Linked DNA regions of Gossypium hirsutum: region 2 is linked to region 1. The links are chromatin contacts, called in public Hi-C maps. All regions are on one chromosome and are shown on one strand. Each heading gives the region's core, a stretch centred on a gene start, on an enhancer-like site or on the middle of the called end of the contact. The rest is flanking DNA. Distances are from core to core; before and after follow the strand shown.

Region 1 (4,755 bases), core at 1,422-3,921:
CACATGACTAGAAATAGCAGTTGTCTCAAGAATTTCCTAAAAAACCATGACGGTAAGATGAATATTGGTGATGGCAAAAAAAAGAAAAAGTTAGATTCTTGGAAAGTGAGTCTTAAATCTTGTTAGAATACTTAGTTTCATAATATCTTTTGTTTAGGAGAATTGAAGGTGAATCTTATAAACATTAATCGATTTTGTTATTAAGAAATGCTTGTGAACTTAAGAGAGGGATCATTTTGCTCCTTCATCTAATATATAAGGACTAATTTACTCATATTTCAATAAAAGAATCAAAATACAATATAATACTTTAATCAATTTATACAAATATAATATAACTCAAACTTAAAAAGTGAAAGTTGGTATAGTTAGCCTAATAGCTTGATGAAATGAGAAATTCTGCTTTTGTGTGATTGACAACCATACAAGCATGCACTAATATTATCTTTTAAAATATATTTCTAATTTGTACGAAAAATTAATTAAAAAAAACCCAACGTAAACGCATGGTATTAATTCCAATTATACAACAGTTTTATTTTCTTTTTCCACTCTTGACATTTTTTTGGAATCACTTTTGACAAATTCAACCATATAATAATATTACTATCTCCTATGTATACTGACTCGTGCTATTATAAAGCGAAGTAATTTCAACATCTGGGTCACTTTCCTATTTACATTTTCCAAATGGAAAAATAAACCCAACCAAGAAAATTATCACAGTCCAACATCAAATGGCACTCCGGTGCCCGGAATCCAAGAATTTCCAGCCAAAAAATTCCCCACGGTGAATTTTGCGGCTTCTGTGGCACCTATAACATGATATCCACCCCATTTCACCCTTCCACTAGTATCTGCTCCAGCACCGGTGTTCATATACTCAGCATAGTAAAGAGTACTCAAAGCAAAATTTCCACTCCATGGTAACCAACCTTCTCTATCAATCAGTCCATCCAAACTGCTTTTCATGAACACAGTTCTTGAATATTTCTGCCATGGCCTCCCCAAATAACTCTTGAACGAACCCTGAACCGCCTTCATATCCGACGACGCTGTCACTCGTGAATTGTGGATGACTATGCCCGTATTCTCATTCTGGTCGGTTCTCCCTTGTGCCGTGACGGTGTTCTTTTGGCCGCTCATTGGTCGACGGATGTAGATGTTGCAGCTCTGGAAAACGGCTACGGCATCACCGAATATGAAGTCCACAGTTCCATAAATGTCGCAGTCGCGATAAAATTGGCGTTGAGAGTATACGTATAAGGTATCTTGGTAACCTTTGAAGCTACAACGGTAGAAAACCGAGAAATCGGAGCCAGACCGGAGGGCCACCGCCTGGTGTTTCTGGGGTCCGGCGGTGTTCTCGAAGGTCATGTCACGAGCTATGAAGCCGTCACCCGAAACACCTGAAAGAAGAAATTAACGACTCTTAATTATGAAGTTGTTGGTCAAAAAGGTAGAAAAGGATGTTTATTTACCTTTTTTTACTATTATTTGTTCGTTATGTTGTAAGTAATGTTTGATGATTGTTATTTTTTTAATCATTACTTTTAGTGATTGTTGGTGAAATAGGGGATAGACAACAAGTTGTCAAAATTGACTTGTGTTTTTACTATTAAATTTTTTTTTTTACTTAATTGAACAAAATTTATGCATGTTGCATGAAAGGGCTTACCAACAGTTGCTGAACGAAAAGTGGTTGTTGTTTGAGCATTCTTGCTACTGGTAACGATGGTGGCATCAATACCATCGCCAATCAACATTATATTTTTAGCTGCTCTCTTAATATCCACATTTTCCTTATAAACTCCAGCTTTCACGTATATAACAGTTCTTTTGCCTCCACCAGCTGCTGCCACAGCTTCCGTTATGGTCTTAAAGTTACCAGAGCCATCTTGAGCCACCACAATATCGGCTTTTGGTGGTGCACCGGTAGTTTGCAAGAGCTTCCTATCGGCAACCGAAAGCCAAGCCGGAAATCCATCGGAAAGTAGGCGTCGATTGGCAACTTGTTTAGCGAAGTTACTATGGGAAGTAGAGGATGTAACAGTGGTGGCCTTGTTTATGGCTAGAGAATTGCTAATCAACTTGGTAAAGTTTCCTAACATGGATGGTAAGGTTTGTAAATGAGAGGCTAGATTGAAGTCAATGAAACCATTTTGACAGGTTTGTTGGTTGGCAGTTGCTGCACTTAACCAGGTTTGAGAATCAATTGGATTTTTAGTGTTCTTGGATAGATTAAGAAGGTGAATGGTGTCCTCATAAAGTTCCACGCAATCGTTCCAAGCTAACTTGGCTCGTTGGTCGAACGAACTCGAGTCCATCGACGAGACGAGCTGGTGAGCTTGAACTGCTTGGCTAAGGGTCACCTGAATGGCAACATCGCGGAACGAGAATTGGGTTTGATCGAGGTTTGCTGCAACATTAAGACTATTTCCCATGTAAAAGTTGCACACATCAGGGTACGGAGTTTGGGTACAGGATGTTATGGTGGTACCATTGACGAAGTTGCCTAGCGGAAAAATGAAGAAATGGGTGAGGAAAAATGTTAGGATAACAACAAGCTTATCCATGAAGACTACTCAAAGTTATGAGATGGAAGGAAGAGCTAATTAGAGATTTGCAAAGGGTTTTTCAAGTTTTGAGTTTTGTGAAAAGAGAGGGAGGGAAAAGGGGTTTATATAGAGGCAGCAATGGCTTAGTTTGGCGGTACAATGCATCAAACTTTTAGGGTTAATAGTCAAAATCAAAATACTAATGGGGCCATGCAATGATGTGTATGTGACCTTTGAAGTTTAGGGATTTATGGTTGTTTTTGAAAGCCTCATTGGGTTTTGCCATTTTCATCTCTTTTTACCCATAGTTTATTATTTTATTTATTAATAAATAAATAAATATAAACTGGTGAAAACATTGACTCCTTAGTATTTGAAGCCTTAATATATATTAACTTTAAAATTGGTCCCATAAGCGAGCAGCAGTGAAGAATGTTCCAAGTTGGTCTCGCAGTCATTGTACCCTCGACAACGTTAAACATGGACTCGTGAGTCTGTGTACCATTACTTTGTTTTTTTTTTTTTCAACATGTCGTCTAAAAAGGCTTCTTTTATTACAAGAGTTAAATTATTTTAACTTGTTATCTTATGTTCTAATTTCATGTTCTTATAAGATTCTCACATATAAATCCTTAATTGTAATCAACAAATGTGAATTTGTTTTCTTGATAGGGAGAAATCTTCTTGCCTACTTAAGAACATTCTACGTATTGGAAGTATATATCTATACACATACATATGTAATAAATAAATTAACCTTTTAGAAGATTGTAAAAAGGGACCAATATTCATTTTCCAACTCCTTTCCCACTTTTGATTTTTTTTCATATTCATTTATTTGACCCTCAAATTTTATAGAAAGTCATTTTATTCTCTATTTAATTTTTTATTTTTTTAAACCCTTAAATTTACATTATTTATCAGATCACATTAAATTTATGTTTTATAATTTTTACACTTTTTACATAATTTTAATAATTTTTTTATTTTTTAATTAAAAAAATAATTGCTGACATGACAATTCAAATATATGTCATGTAAGTAAACTTACTAGATATTAATTTTTTTTATCCATTTTAGGTGATTTAACAAATAATATAAGTTTAATATAATTAAAAAATAAAAAATTACATAAAAGACATGATTTTTTACGAAAGATTTTTAAGCATATTCACTTGGTATACCTATCCTGGCCGCTACTCCTCTAAAGTGCAAACTCCTTTCTTTCACCAACCGAATACCAAAACCGAAAAACTAAAAATAAATTTAAATAGAAATGTTTAGGAAGTTTACGAAATACGAAATTAAAAATTCTGCTTACTAAACTCAAGTTGAATTTTTATTTATTTGATTTAAAATTAAAATTAATTATTATTTTACATTTAAAGTAGTAACAATAACTTAAATTTTTTATACAAATTTAAAAAAATATAAAAGTTATTGATTTTTTATTTATTTTAAAAATATTTATGAAAAAAACTTTGAATATTTATCAAATAATATTCAAAATACATAAAATAAAGTTTATTTTATCAAAATAAATTTAAAAATAAAAAACAAAAAACAAAAAATAAAAATAAAAATAAAAATAAAAAAAAACCTGAACCGAATTATGATCAACAGAATTGATATTACTCTTAACCAAAACCTTCTTCACATGAGTGTAGACACTCAATTTTGCCCGGGCCCAGAAATAAGTCCAAAAATAAAAATAATAAACAAAAAAAAAAACGAAGTCCAAGTTCAGTCTAGAATTACAAATATAATTTGGCCCGATCGAAATGGCCCATTACTTGAAAAGATTTAAGGTCCATCTACAAGCTTCACTCATATGGAAATATAATCTTCAATGATATGCAATCTTAGATATGATATGCAATCTTAAATATGATACAATCTTAGATATGATTGCAATCTTAGATATGATATGCAATTTTAGAAGATATGATTTTGTAATCTGAGAGATTTAATTTGTAGATACCTTTTAATCTTAACCGTTGATGTAATTGATCTGTACCGTTGGATTTGAGGTTCAACTATAAATAGAGGCCTCTCCCTTCATTGTAAAGACTGGAGTTTTGGGAAACAATAAAAATTTTTGAGAGCTTTCACTTAAATTTCTCTCCCACTTACGTTCTTATTTTCTACAGTTTGTTCTTATTTTATTCTTTGTTCATCTTCGTTTTTCAATCCTTTT
Region 2 (4,545 bases), core at 1,319-3,818, 670 kb after region 1:
TTCAATCCTTGATCTATATAGTAGTTAAATTCAATTTGATAAATTGAATTGCATTACCATGTTCATTTTTAATTTTATTTTACAAAATTTCCTTAAATTTTTACACTTTATTCAATTTAGTCCCTAAAACTAAAACTATTATAATTTCACATTTAATCCCCAATACTTAAAATCAATTATACAATCATCCCAAACCATCCTTCAAATACTAAAAAATTACAAATTTTCATGATAAGATTAACTTATTTTCATTTTAGTCCCTAAGCCCAAAACTAACAAAAATTCCTTTACAAAACAGTCCTAATTAACAACCAAACTTGTAAATCTATCATTTAACCTCTCGAATATCTAAAATTCATTAATGGCAAGTTCCAACACCTTTTAACAATTTTATGAAATAATCTCTAGGTTAATTAGATTAAACTACAACGATTTCAAAAACATAAAATTACTAAAAACAGATTTAGGGAGTACTCACATGCAAGGGTCGATTGAGCTTGGATAAAATGGCTATGGCTTCTTTCTTTCTTTTTTGGTTTCGAGTGGAAGAAATCAAAATGGGGAAGATGACCCTTGTTTTGTTTTTATTAAATTAACATTTTCTATTTTAATTTTTAACTTAATATAAATTACTAAACAAATCATGCACTTACCGTCCATACCAATATATTATGGTATAAATGCAATATAACAACTCTCACATTTACTAGATAAGTCATTTAATTAATAAAATTAAATAATAATTAAGTTTTATGTCTTTTACAATTTAATTTTTTTAATTAATTATTCAATCGCTAAAATTATTAGACCAGGATTTAATTTTTCTCTATAATAAACTTGTAAATATTGTCTTAATCATTAGAATACAAAGTTTCGAAACCACTTTTCCTATACTACTAAAAAACGAGATGTTACACTATCAATACTTGACCCTGCAAAATTGCAATAAATGCGAAACTCCTCCAACAACTAGAAATTCTCTCCAACGACTTCAAATGTCTAAATATTAATTGAATGGTATAAATACAAGTAATAAACAATTGAAGAGTTAAGAGACACGTATCCAAGCATAAAAAATAAGAGAAAATTTTCAAATAAAAAATAAGAGAAAATTTTCAATTTCTATATTTCTCATATTTCTCTTGTACATAGTCTTAAAGTTCATATTGTAAAATCTTTAATCATTTTTATTTCATTTTCTTATATTTCTATTGAAATGTCATAATATTAATGAAATTTAACATAATTTAAAAACATCTTTATGTTACAACATCATACTTAAAATATAAATTTTATTTTTTAAAACTATTTTTTGACAATAATCTTAAACATTTAAAATAGTGAAATCAAAATTTTTAAAAACACTCTCTAGAAACAACGAAGAAATAGGCTTGGGCTATGAACTACACAAAATCTAGGTATTACGGTACACTGTAGCGCTATCAACTATACAACTTCTAAATGCACACCGCCTAGCCAGCAGCTGACAGAAACTCATATGCCCAGTCAACAAACCTCCAAATAAGTCAATAAATCAGACGCTATACATGGTCATCTCCTTTTTCATCTTTGATGATCTTTTCCATAAGTTGGCCTCACTTAACTTGCTCTCTACGTGTCAATCATTAGTAATCGGTGCCACATGTGGCATCCCTTACATTTTTTACTCTAACTCTCTCACTGTCACACACCACCCCCGCTCATTAAATTACGTTGCTACTTAAAATTATTATTTGATAATAATTAATACGATGATGATATATGAAAAGTTTAAATATAGATAATTATTTGTTAAAATAATAATAATATGTGATAGACTCAAATATTTTAAATAATTATTTATTTAAGTTTATTTTTAATATAAAGGAATATTTTATATATATTTAAAAATATTTGAATTTTTGTTTGCCATGTGATAAATTGAAAGATTACCACGTACCACTATTAAATTAATTATCAAATTAGTATTGTGAAAAAATAAAATAAAATAAAAAAGGAATACACAAATTTTACGTGGAAACCCTTTCGGGAAAAAACCACCGGAAGAGGAGAAGAAAATTTACTATGTCGAAAATTTTTAATCAATACAAAAGGAATAGACTATGTCTATTTATAGGCTTGTAAAGCCATATTCTAGTAGGATTGAAACACCTTATCCGAATCAATATAAAATAGATAGATTTTAATAAGGTTTAAAAAACCTTGTTCTAAAATAAAATAAAAGAAGTCTAATTCTATATAAATTTTACTTTTATTTTATTTTCCATCATATTTTATTTAGTATAAACATACTACTTAAATTACGGAATTAAAATTAATGTATCAATTAAATAAAAAAATTATACACGAATTACGTAGAAATGCACAAGTGCTAAGGATATTAACCCAACTTCGAATTGAATGTACCGGAATTCAACCCGACCCGAATAATCTGGCATTCAAGTCAAGAATGGGAATCCCAAATTTCGACCAGTTACAGCTCTACATGTGGCGTATCCCCATTGGTACAATCTCTGGAATCGGACGCCACAGTTTTAGCATAAAGAACCACGTCGGTTCTGCTGTTTTCTTAGCAGTGTATAGTATATATCAGCATTAAGCCATTAGCCATCCCAGTCCCCAATCCTTCCCAAAGAAGATGGCGCCAAAACCCCTTACATTTCCGGGAATTTTCTCGGCGCTTCTCGCCTTCTCTTTTTCTTTGCTCCTCTTTTGTTATCCGATCATAGGCGGCCACGATTACCACGACGCTCTCCGCAAGAGCATTATCTTTTTCGAAGGCCAACGATCAGGCAGACTTCCCCCTGACCAACGCGTCAAATGGCGCCGCGACTCTGCATTGCACGACGGCTCCACCGCCAGTGTAATTACTCCTTTTCGACAGCCTACATTTCCCTTTTCACCTACTAAAAGTATATTTTAACTGCGTTTGATGTTTCGGTTTCAGGTGGACTTAACGGGAGGTTACTACGACGCCGGAGACAACGTGAAGTTCGGGTTCCCAATGGCATTCACGACGACTTTATTAGCTTGGAGTATCATAGATTTCGGGAGGAACATGGGGCCGGAGTTAAAGAACACCGTTAAAGCAGTGAAATGGTCGACGGATTATCTGTTGAAAGCAACGGAAAAGCCTGGAGTGGTGTATGTACAAGTGGGAGACGCCTATTCTGATCATAGCTGCTGGGAAAGGCCAGAGGACATGGATACTTTACGTACGGTGTACAAAATCGATAATGAGCATCCTGGTTCGGACGTCGCAGGCGAAACCACCGCCGCATTGGCTGCTGCTTCCATTGTGTTCAGGAAACGAGACCCTGCATACTCGAGGTTGCTCCTCAATCGAGCCATTAGGGTAATTCACTGTCACCACCTCAGTTTCTTCTTAATCTTGTCACCGCACCAAATGGGAAGATATTTCGCATATTTGATTCATAGAATGTTAATGGAAAAATGAAAGTCGGGGAAAATGGTGTATTGTACTGTAGGTGTTCAACTTTGCTGACAAGCACCGAGGTGCATATAGTAGCAGGCTGCACTCTGCAGTCTGTCCTTTTTACTGCGATGTCAATGGTTACCAGGTCAGACAGACTCCTTTTTTTCTTTTCTCTTACAGTACAATTAAGAGGAACCGTTGCATTATGACATTGAAGTCCAAAACTTTGACTGGCTGTAGCTACTATAATGGTAATGTAGGACGAGTTGCTTTGGGGAGCCGCTTGGCTGCACAAGGCCTCAAGGAAGCGCGTATATAGAGAGTACATAGTGAAAAACGAGGTTGTCTTGAGAGCTGGAGATACCATCAATGAGTTTGGTTGGGATAACAAGCATGCTGGGATTAACGTCCTCATTTCCAAGGTACAAAATTAATTAATCACTGGATTATTTATATATGTTTTATGCTTAATCATTATAATGATACCAATTTGTTTTATTTTATGTAAGTTTTATTTGTTTATTTATTTTTCTTTATTTGTTTATTTGTTTTTCTAGAACGGTGCTTTTATATTCTTCTACTCTTTGGTGCCTTTTGTTGGGGTATTTAAGTAGGATAAGGTTCATTTTATAGGATTGAAGAAAATGTGTCTTGGGTGCCACGTGGGTGATCCTGTGTTTTTTATGGGAGCTGATCATATTTTTGTGGGGTCTTCTTTCACATTTTTCGAACCCCATTTTCTATGCCCTTTATAGACTTTCAGACGAACTGAAACAAAACCATTTGCATGGTGTGAAATGTTGGATTTTTTGTTGAAGGTCACGTGAGAAAATTAGATTTAAAGTATTTTAATTGAACCAAAGGCAAGCTATTTGTTACTTTTTAGATTTCTATAAAAATGGCCCTACTACTACATGCTTGGATAAGATGGGAATAGAAAGAACAAAATAATCATGTGATGGGGGATAAGATGGCTTATCATTGCACATGATGAATGTAAGCATAAAATTTGGGTTTCATGTGAGCATAAATTTTACATTGGCAACCCAAATTAAAAGACAGATATTTGGAGCCAAAGAGACAAACTGTGTTTGATGGAGTAGATTAGG

The links. Hi-C and Micro-C count contacts between places; a contact is called where the count stands out from the background.
Region 2: a contact with region 1 is called in a Hi-C map of callus, with 3 times the contacts expected there. The contact joins the promoter of LOC107886297 here to the promoter of LOC107896971 in region 1. A contact is called at or near these places in 2 of 34 Hi-C or Micro-C datasets (callus and leaf).

The regions. Positions count from the first base shown.
Region 1 is chrA03:87,486,795-87,491,549 of Gossypium_hirsutum_v2.1, forward strand. LOC107896971 (pectinesterase) reads right to left here and starts at 2,672. Exons shown (of 2, transcript XM_016822292.2): 1 at 1,679-2,672; 2 at 483-1,409. The coding sequence starts at 2,576. The coding sequence ends at 721.
Region 2 is chrA03:88,154,630-88,159,174 of Gossypium_hirsutum_v2.1, forward strand. LOC107886297 (endoglucanase 8) reads left to right here and starts at 2,569. Exons shown (of 7, transcript XM_041097519.1): 1 at 2,569-2,863; 2 at 2,948-3,355; 3 at 3,489-3,581; 4 at 3,697-3,858. The coding sequence starts at 2,639.